2 separate regions of the Triticum aestivum genome follow, and region 2 is linked to region 1. The links are chromatin contacts, called in public Hi-C maps. All regions are on one chromosome and are shown on one strand. The core of a region is the stretch at or near the end of the contact, and the rest is flanking DNA. Distances in the headings are between cores, read along the strand shown. Region 1 holds the start of LOC123130246. Region 2 holds the start of LOC123130302 (threonine--tRNA ligase, mitochondrial 1).

The links. A called contact is a pair of places that touch in the nucleus more often than the background predicts.
Region 2: a contact with region 1 is called in a Hi-C map of leaf, with 4 times the contacts expected there. The contact joins the promoter of LOC123130302 here to the promoter of LOC123130246 in region 1. A contact is called at or near these places in 2 of 5 Hi-C or Micro-C datasets (both in leaf).

Annotation. Positions count from the first base shown.
Region 1 is chr1B:445,048,579-445,052,906 of IWGSC CS RefSeq v2.1, reverse strand. It overlaps LOC123130246, which reads left to right and starts at 2,035. Exons shown (of 6, transcript XM_044550200.1): 1 at 2,035-2,821; 2 at 3,307-3,432; 3 at 3,984-4,041; 4 at 4,162-4,282. The coding sequence starts at 2,513.
Region 2 is chr1B:445,363,086-445,367,413 of IWGSC CS RefSeq v2.1, reverse strand. LOC123130302 (threonine--tRNA ligase, mitochondrial 1) reads right to left here and starts at 1,922. Exons shown (of 17, transcript XM_044550231.1): 1 at 1,615-1,922; 2 at 1,090-1,333; 3 at 621-977; 4 at 441-530; 5 at 49-137. The coding sequence starts at 1,194. LOC123130293 (a long non-coding RNA gene) reads left to right here and starts at 3,233. Exons shown (of 5, transcript XR_006463796.1): 1 at 3,233-4,243.

The sequences.
Region 1 (4,328 bases), core at 786-3,285:
TGAAGTGTCCTCTCTGTAGAGGATCAGTATCAGGCTGGATTCCTGCTGGAGAAGTCAGAAGGTATCTGGACGAGAAGTCGAGGTGTTGCTCCCATGATCGCTGCAAATTTGTTGGTAGCTATGAGCAGCTGCGTGAGCATGCTAGAACAGCTCACTTGCTTGCAAAGCCTGCCCTTGTAGATATCTCAAGGAAAAGGTCTTGGGATCGCCTTGAACGTGAGCAGGAGTTTGGTGATGTCATTAGTGCAATCAGGTCACAGAATCCTGGTGCAGTAATAGTTGGTGACTATGTTATGGAGACTAGAGATGCAATGTCTCCTGATGAAGATTCTGGGGAAGAAAGTGGTGATGATTGGTGGTCTCCTGCCCAAGACCAAGTAGAATCACCGGATAACCGACATCGTGCCCCTAGGCCCTGGCTGAATGGAAGACTAGGATCACCTACCATTTGGCCAGATGGAAGGCATGCCTTCCCTAGGTTTCTGCCGCAGCCCAGGCCATTCAGTGATAGGCGCAACTCACGTGAAGATTGGCAGGGCATCCGACGGTCAAGCGCGCAAAGCTGGCTGCGCCAGGGTTTCTCGAATCGGCACTCGAGGCACACCAGCAGTTACCGCGGATATCGCCATGGCATCTTTGATCGACGTTACGCTGGAAACAATCGTGCAGGTATTGATAGGAGGCAGGATGGCCCAGCACTTCCGCCGGGAAGACGGCAGCGTTTGAGATACACGCAAAGAAGCCAGCATGATCCATGATCGGCCGAAGCAACACTACCTGTGCAGTATTTAGTTATTACAAACAGCCAAGCTATCCTTGTAAAATAGTTAGTGGTGGTTAAGAATAAATATCTTGGCCTATTTACTATTCGTGTATTATATCTGTCAGAAACGTTTTAGTGCAGCTGCAGAACTTCCCTTCTAAATGTCTATTCAATGCCTTGTTCTTGGTAGTCTTGTCTAATTTTTTCTGTGTGAGGTTCTTTTTCTGTGTGTGGTGGTTCTGTGATAAAGTTGAAATGAGATATAACAGCATTTTCTGTGTGTTCATTCTTTCCCTTCCTCTTTGTTCTTCATACAGATTGTTTCATTGCCTGTTACTATGGTGATATTTTATTGACAAGGAGAATTGATTGACGCGAGAGCTATTTCATTATGGTGAAATTATGGATTTTATTGACGCGAGAGCTATTTCATTATTTCATTATGATTTTCGTACTGTTTTAGAGCTATTTCGTTAATTGATTGACAATGTGCTAGGTAATAATGGGGGAAGGGGAAACAAATATAAAATGAGCAACGTATTTTCTTGTGAAGAGTGTCAAGGAGAATTGTGCATGACATCCATCTCCTTTTCCGTGAAGAGTTTCAAGGAGTATTTTGCATGAAGAAATGATGGCTTTTGATTGCACAAGACTCGAGAGTTCATAATATTGCCGTTGCTAGGTTATTTTGACATAATGGGGAAAATAACGTTGACAAGTGCAGTTTGCCATGAACTAAAATTTAAGAGCTGAAATTAACTCTAGGAGTACTTCCTATTTCATTATATGCATGTTCCTATTTCATTATATGCATTGCGGAAATCATGCTGATTATGTTCTGTTGTTTTAGCCTATAGGGACTGCGGAGTGCAACTCTTGTAGAGCCATTTCTTTCAGTCATCAGAACGATGTGCATGTCGCTGGGTGTATCTCAGAAAATGGCAATGGCGGATTTTGATTGTTCAGTCATGATAAGATGATGACATAGCCAGACAAGAAGACAAAGGTTCATCCAGTATGATCGTTGTTTCATCGTAGCAACACATGGACAGTCGGCTGGTTTTGAGTACAGGTCTATCAAAACGTTAAAATGGAAATTTGGCGTTTAAGTCCCACTCAAACCTTCTTATATGCATTAGTTTGACGATACATCATATGTGACCAAAACATCAGGTTGCACATGACAAACAAACAAAAGTCACGCCCTTGAGAGAGGTGACCGAGGTGACCGGGGGGGGGGGGGGGGGGGGGGTTGAAACTATTTTTTCCTTTTCAGTTCCTCTTTAGAGATTCTTCGTGTTTGGTCTGAGGCAGCAAAGTGGCAGCGTTATCCAAGGGCAGGAATAATGTTCTCTCCGTCCTTCACCGGCTCACCGTTGGTGGATACAGGAGAAAAAAGACTTCAACAATCTCAAAATTTTGAAAGCTTTCTATTTTTCTGGAAGGGTGTGTTTGTAAGAACTTATGATACTTGTATACGGTCTTCGGTCTTTTTGAGAAAAAAAAAGGCGTCTGGATGCACATGATAAATACTCCCTCCGTTCGGTAATAGATGACCCCGTCGTATTTTTTGCGAAACAGTCCTTCTATTTTTTCCGACCAATCCCGCGGTCCTCCGCTCCCGACATAGAACTCCGTCGCTCACCATTCTTGCTCGCCCGCTCGCCGTCTTGGCTCTCCGACGCCGCCCCCCACCGCCTTCCTCCCTCCCCCGCCCCACGCCGCCTTCCTCCCCCGAACCACGCTGCGATGCTGCCGGCTCGTCCCCCTCCTCGTTCCCCACCGTCTCAAGCTTCAATTTTTGCCACATCGCCGGTGGTTGATCTGCCGGCAGAATTGCGGGCGGCGGCCTGGAGCGGCAGTACGCAAGCTCTGACTCCATACCGAGCCAGCCGGCACACCCGCCAAGGAGCTTCGCCAGCCGCTGCCCTAGCGCCCGCGGCCGTCAATGCGTGGTCGGGCGCCGCGTCGATGTTGCCGCTGCTCGGCGCCGCCGTCGCCGACTCGTGGCTCGGCCGGTACCGCACCATCGTCGCCTCCTTCGTTATCTACATCACGGTCAGCCTAGCCACCTCTCACCTCTGGAATCCCTTTCTCCATTCTCAAGTATACTGTTCAGTTAACCTCTCTGTAGTCTGTAGGCGCCATAAGATTAGATCAAAGCATTAGTCTTTTTTGTCCTGCACAAATCCCGCTTGCCAGTAGTCATTGGATCAAAGCATTAGTCATTTCTCTGTAGTCTGTACTCCCATCTGCCACTTGCGTGCGACTTGAGATCGCACAAATCCCGCACAGATGGCGCACAGATTTGGGCACTAGGCTGCATCTTCAGAAACATGCAGCTATTCTTTGCCGTATCTTGGTTCAGTCCTCTGTTTCTGCTAGATTTTTTGTTCTCCACTTGTGTGTACACTGAAGGGAAAATTCAGAACCTGAGCTCTCTCTGAAGAAGGGGATGCAGTTACCAGTTAACTGAATTTCTTCTTTTCTGGTGGTCTGACATGTGTGTTTGTTTATTTCTCTTGCTCTCTTGGCTGCTCCAGTGGCACAAAGGCGAGCTACCTTGGCGTGCAGAAGAGGCCCCCCTCCCTTGCCTTGTGCCCGGCGACCAACAACTGCGTGTCGACGTCCGAGAGGATAAGCAATTCCAATCACTACGCTCCCCCATGGTAACCATCTGTGTTCAGTTCTTTCACCATTGATCATGAACCACATTATATGATAAATTCAGTGAGTAAGAAATTGCAGAGTCCCAAATATGACAAAAATGACATCTGCATTTTCTAAAAACAATTTAGTTGCAATACAATGTCAATTACCTGAAGCAGCACATTCGGATTTAGTTGCAATACAATGTCAATAGTTGCAATACAAGGTCAGTTAGTTGCTTCATTTGTTATTATTATTATTACCACTGATGTGTTTCTAGAAGAAACAATTATTACTCCTAATTCATGCTCACACAACCACTTCATGCTCACACAATCATACAAGTTGAACCACATAGTTATTGACACAGAGATTGCCATGTTGCTAATAAAAAAATTGCATCATCCTTTCCTTTCATATACAGTAATCAAATCTGTTGGAGTTTACACACAATCTGTGCTCGTATCCTATGCTCTTCCTGGTCATCAACAATGGAAATGATTGTGTGAAATTTAACACATTACTGGCCTGCAAACTGCTTCCATTATCCTGCTGAACACAACCTTTGCAGGGACGCACGGAATTGCTCCTTTCCCTTTCTCTGCTTCTTTTCCTTTCTTTGCTTGGAGGGCGCTACTGCTCTTCTTTCTCTTTCTCTGCTTCGAAGGTGGTGGTGGTGCTGCTACTGCTTGTAGGGTACTGCTGCTTGGAGGATGTTGCTGGTCTTCTTTCCCTTTCTTTGCTTGGAGGGCGCTGCTGCTCTTCTTTCTCTTTCTCTGCTTCGAAGGTGGTGGTGGTGCTGCTACTGCTTGTAGAGTACTGCTGCTTGGAGGATGTTGCTGGTCTTCTTTCCCTTTCTCTGCTTGGAGGGTGCTGCTGCTCCTCTTTCTCTTTCTCTGCTTCAAATGTAGAAATG
Region 2 (4,328 bases), core at 673-3,172, 310 kb before region 1:
AAAATAGTAGTATAAAAAAGAAAAATCTAATCGAGAATGCCAAGGTACCTAAGCGAATCGAAAAAGAAGAGTTTCTGGGACTCCCCCAATAACCTATGATCGCGCGTCGCAGCCTCCTCCATCATATGTTGATATTCCTGCAGATTATCAAGCAATAAAAGTGTATGTAAAACATAACAGGTTTTCATAAAATGAGAGCATAATAGGAATGTATAGTTACAATTCAAAGAAACAAGTTCAGCTTGCGCTCTTATCTTGCACTGTTGACATCTAAAACCAGATCAAATAACTGCCTACAGTGGTATTGAAATCAGTTTCGACTTTTGTTACCATGTTTGATAAGTCCGAGGTACTTATTCTGTGTATAGTGTAACATGTCATATCTGACTTTACATATCAAGATCCCAGTAGAAATTAGAGAAAATTGCATGATGATGTACCTTGAGAAGTTTAGACTGAGGGAAAGAAATTCCATGTACTCTCTGCAGGCTCTCACGGTCTGCTTTTCCCATCCAATATGAGGACGAAGCCTATAAAATATTTACATGTAAATTCAAATCTGAGATACTACTAAATCCCATCAAGATGAGAACTTCGCTAAAGAAAGAAGACCGAATTACCTTGAGGCAAGCAAAAGCTTTAACGAAAGAAGTATTCAGGATGTGCGGTCCACGGCATAGGTCAACCAAAGGGCCACATCTATATAACGTAATGGGCTTGTCCTCGGGCAATTCATTGATGATTTCAACCTTAAATCTGTTCTCAGTGAAAAACTCGAAGGCTTCATCCCTGTAGACCTCAATACGTTGGAATGGCTGCTTTTCGGCGACCGCTCCTCGAGCCCGGTCTTCGATGCGACCAAAATGCGAGGCATTCAGCGTGACATTGTTGTCGTAGTAGGCGTCATAGTAGAAACCTTCCCCACTCGTGGTACAAGGCCCGATGCACAGTTTGCAGCCGTACACACGCTCGAGAGCCTGCGTATGTTCATTACCTTGGGTTAGAAGAAACTTGAATTGGAAATGAAGTATATGTTATCATGCTATGCTCATCAGAAGATGCTTTGACAAGGACAAGCTTTGAGCTCACCTCTCCGAGAATGTGGGCACTCGAGTGCCACAGAGTGTCGCGACCTTCCTTGCTGTCGAAGGTGAGCAGGCTCAGTTCACAGTCATCTTCCAGCGGCCTTGTCATGTCCCACAGTCCTCAGTTCACTTGAGCTATCAAGCAGCGAGCTGCTAGCCCGCTTGATATCTCCTTGGCGATGTCCATTGGGGTGGACACCCACTTCTTGCCTTCCTTGACCGTGCCATCGGCATCGGGCAGAGTTATCCTGAAGCATCGTGGTGAAAAAAATAAACATCAATAATTGCAGCGGCGTGATGCTGGTGATTGCATTGCACGTGCACAGTGCACCTGAATGTTTAACAAGCCAAACATTGGGTTAGACTTGAATAATTTAGTACAGTATCGGGGTATTTTAGTACAGTATCGGGGCACTATGGCAGAGAGCATATTACTTTTTTTTTCTAGAGAGGGGTGGATGTTGGGGTTGATAATCATATGACATTTGGATATCCAATCCAAGTGAACCAAAAGGAATGGAGAACTAACTTGATGGGACCGCCGCCGTTCTCGGCGTGCCGGCGGGCCTGCCTGTCCAGTATCTGCTCGAACAGTCGGATCCGCTTCGCTGTCACCGCCTCCAGGTACGCCTCGTCCGGGAGGATGGTCGGGGGCGGGGGCGGCGCCTTCTCTTTCGCGCCCACCCCCTTCTTTTTCGCGCCCATCGCGGCGGCGGAGCGGTGGAAGAGGCGCGTCGCCGTAGAGGATTCAAGCGGGCGGAACCCCTCTGCTAGCTGCTTTGGAATTGGAAACTCAAACTCGGAAACGAGGGAGATGATTGTTTTTTTGTTGTTTGAGCAGCAAACTGTCCTGGTTCTCGTACAGAGCAGAGGGGCCTCTTTACAACGGTACGAAACTTGCGGGCTACTCTGAACTTGCCCGCCACTCTTCCTGCCAAGCTTGACTGCTGCAGTGCTTGGTCAACGTGCATGAGAAAAACACGCGCACGCGCGCGCACGGCACAAGTCGCCGCGCGTCGCGTGCGCTCCTACGCTCGTACAGTATCTGTCATCGTGCACACACGCGTCGTGGCGTCCCTGCCGCGCCGTCGGTTGCTGCTCACGGGTTGCCGGGCATCGTCGCTCGTAGCCCCGCTCTCGTTGGTTGCCGGACGAACCATGCATCGCAGGTCATAGCATTTTGCTTCGCCGGCTGTAGCTCCAAGGTGTGCCATCCCAGCACCCCGCCTTGCGTTGCAGGTTGCAGCTGGCCGTGCGTGGCTATCCCAACATCCCGCCGAGCCGGTCCCAAGTATGTCATCTTGGACGCGTTTGGTAGGCTGCATTAGATCGGGTCAGGCTCGCGCGAGCAGAATTTGGCTCGTTTGGTTGCGTTGCTTGGCTTGCATGTGATTCGTGGCCCGCACGAACCTCAAAGTAGGTCTGGGCTTGACTTTGGAGGAACGGCCGAATCGGCCGTTTTTTGTGAGCCAGACTCGCTCGAGCCACGCGTGGCGCGCCTGGGGAAGCACGGGAGACAACGCGACAGTTCATAACTCACCACGCCCCCTCCCGTCACCTCCCTCGCCAGTTCACACCCACCCCCTCTCTCTCACCTCGCCGCCCGTTAGATTTCTCCGATAGCAACGCCGCCATCTCGCCACGCCCCACCAACTCCGGTCATTCGCGGTAGCAATCTCATCCGAGAGGTGGGTTGCCCGCCTCTCCGCAACCGGAGTAGATCTGGCGGCGGCACTACGAGCTCCCTTCCCTTTCTGCATCATGTCGCCGCCCCGGGCCAATGCAGCGCCGGCGACGGTCGCTCCAGCTCCACCACCAGAGCCGGTGGTCTACTCCTTCGGCTCAAACCTGGCGGGGATCCAATACCCGTCGGCGCCGTCCTTTGCAGGCCCCTCTTATGGGGGTATTTTTACCTCCATACGAGGGTTTTCTCCTCTGCGTCCGGTGCAAGGGAAGGGGAGCTCCAGGACGCCAGCGATATATTGTGAGGGAGTTTTCTCCTCTGCGTCCGGTATCTTTTACGGAGTACCTACTAATAATCCGTTGTGGCTGTTCTGCAAAAACGCCCCTACGTTTACCTGAAATCAACCCGCAGTCCCTATTTTAGTGACACTCTAGAAAAACGTTTCACTTTTACAGAGAAACCCTATAGTCATTTCAATTCAGTCCGCACTCCTCCCCTTCGTCTTATCCATTCTGTCCTGCGCCGGCGACTTCGCCCAACCCGTCGTGCGCCAGCGGCCGCCGTGCCTCGCGCGGAAGGATGGAGGGCGCTCGCCGTGAGGATGGACGGCGCGGAGAGGCGCGCTCGCGCCCGAGCTCCTGTGCCCATGCCTCGCGCCTCCTTGCACCGCTCCGGCAGCCCCTCGCCATCCGCCGTCGTGGGCGACCACCAGCAGCGCCCGTCGCGCCTCTCCGCGCGCCACTCGGAGGCCCCAGCCAGGCCGCGCAGCCGTCCTCCTCCTCGACCTCGCCTGTCCGTGCGACAACCGGCGCCGCCGCCGGCGGCCACGGGTCCAGTGCCGCCTTCGTCCTCCACCTTCTCCTAAAGCGCGCGTCCGCCGCGGGCGCTGGCGGTGGCGCGGCGGTCCTTGCCCTCGATCTCACCGAGGAAGGCGTCCTTGCCGAGCAGCTCGACGAGAGCGCTGCCAATGTCGCTGAACTGAATCGCCAGCCATCTCAGCCCACGTCTTTCAGCACGCAACCGGCGAACCCACTCAGCAGCTCCTGGGCAAACAGCTTTGACCCCTGTTAACACGTTATGAGGATCCATGGCCTCTTCTTCTATTTCTTCAGTGCTACCATCTTGAAACCGGTGCAGTTTCTGCTGCATCTTCCTGACACTGGTCCTCAACTAGCTTATTTTGCTCTTCTTTCTGAAGATTCATGGCCTGCTTTTCCAATTGTTGAGTGGGTACAGAAGTCTTCATATCATCACCTAATTGATTGCAAACAAAATTCTCATCACTTTCAGATACGACAGTCAAGACACATAACGCGGGACACTTCAACTACAGAAAGGCATGGGACACGCACCGATTTAAGTCCATGTCAGGGGCATCACCTGTCTCATGTTCGCAGGAGGAAGAAGCTCCGAGTTCGTCGGAGGTACACAAACATCCGTTGAGCACTCCAATGTCGCGGCGTCTACACCAGAGGTATGCTTCCACTTGACCCCTGTTAACAAGCACCGTGAGCCGAGTAGACACCGGCCAAGTCCAACATTTGATTCAGCCATGTATG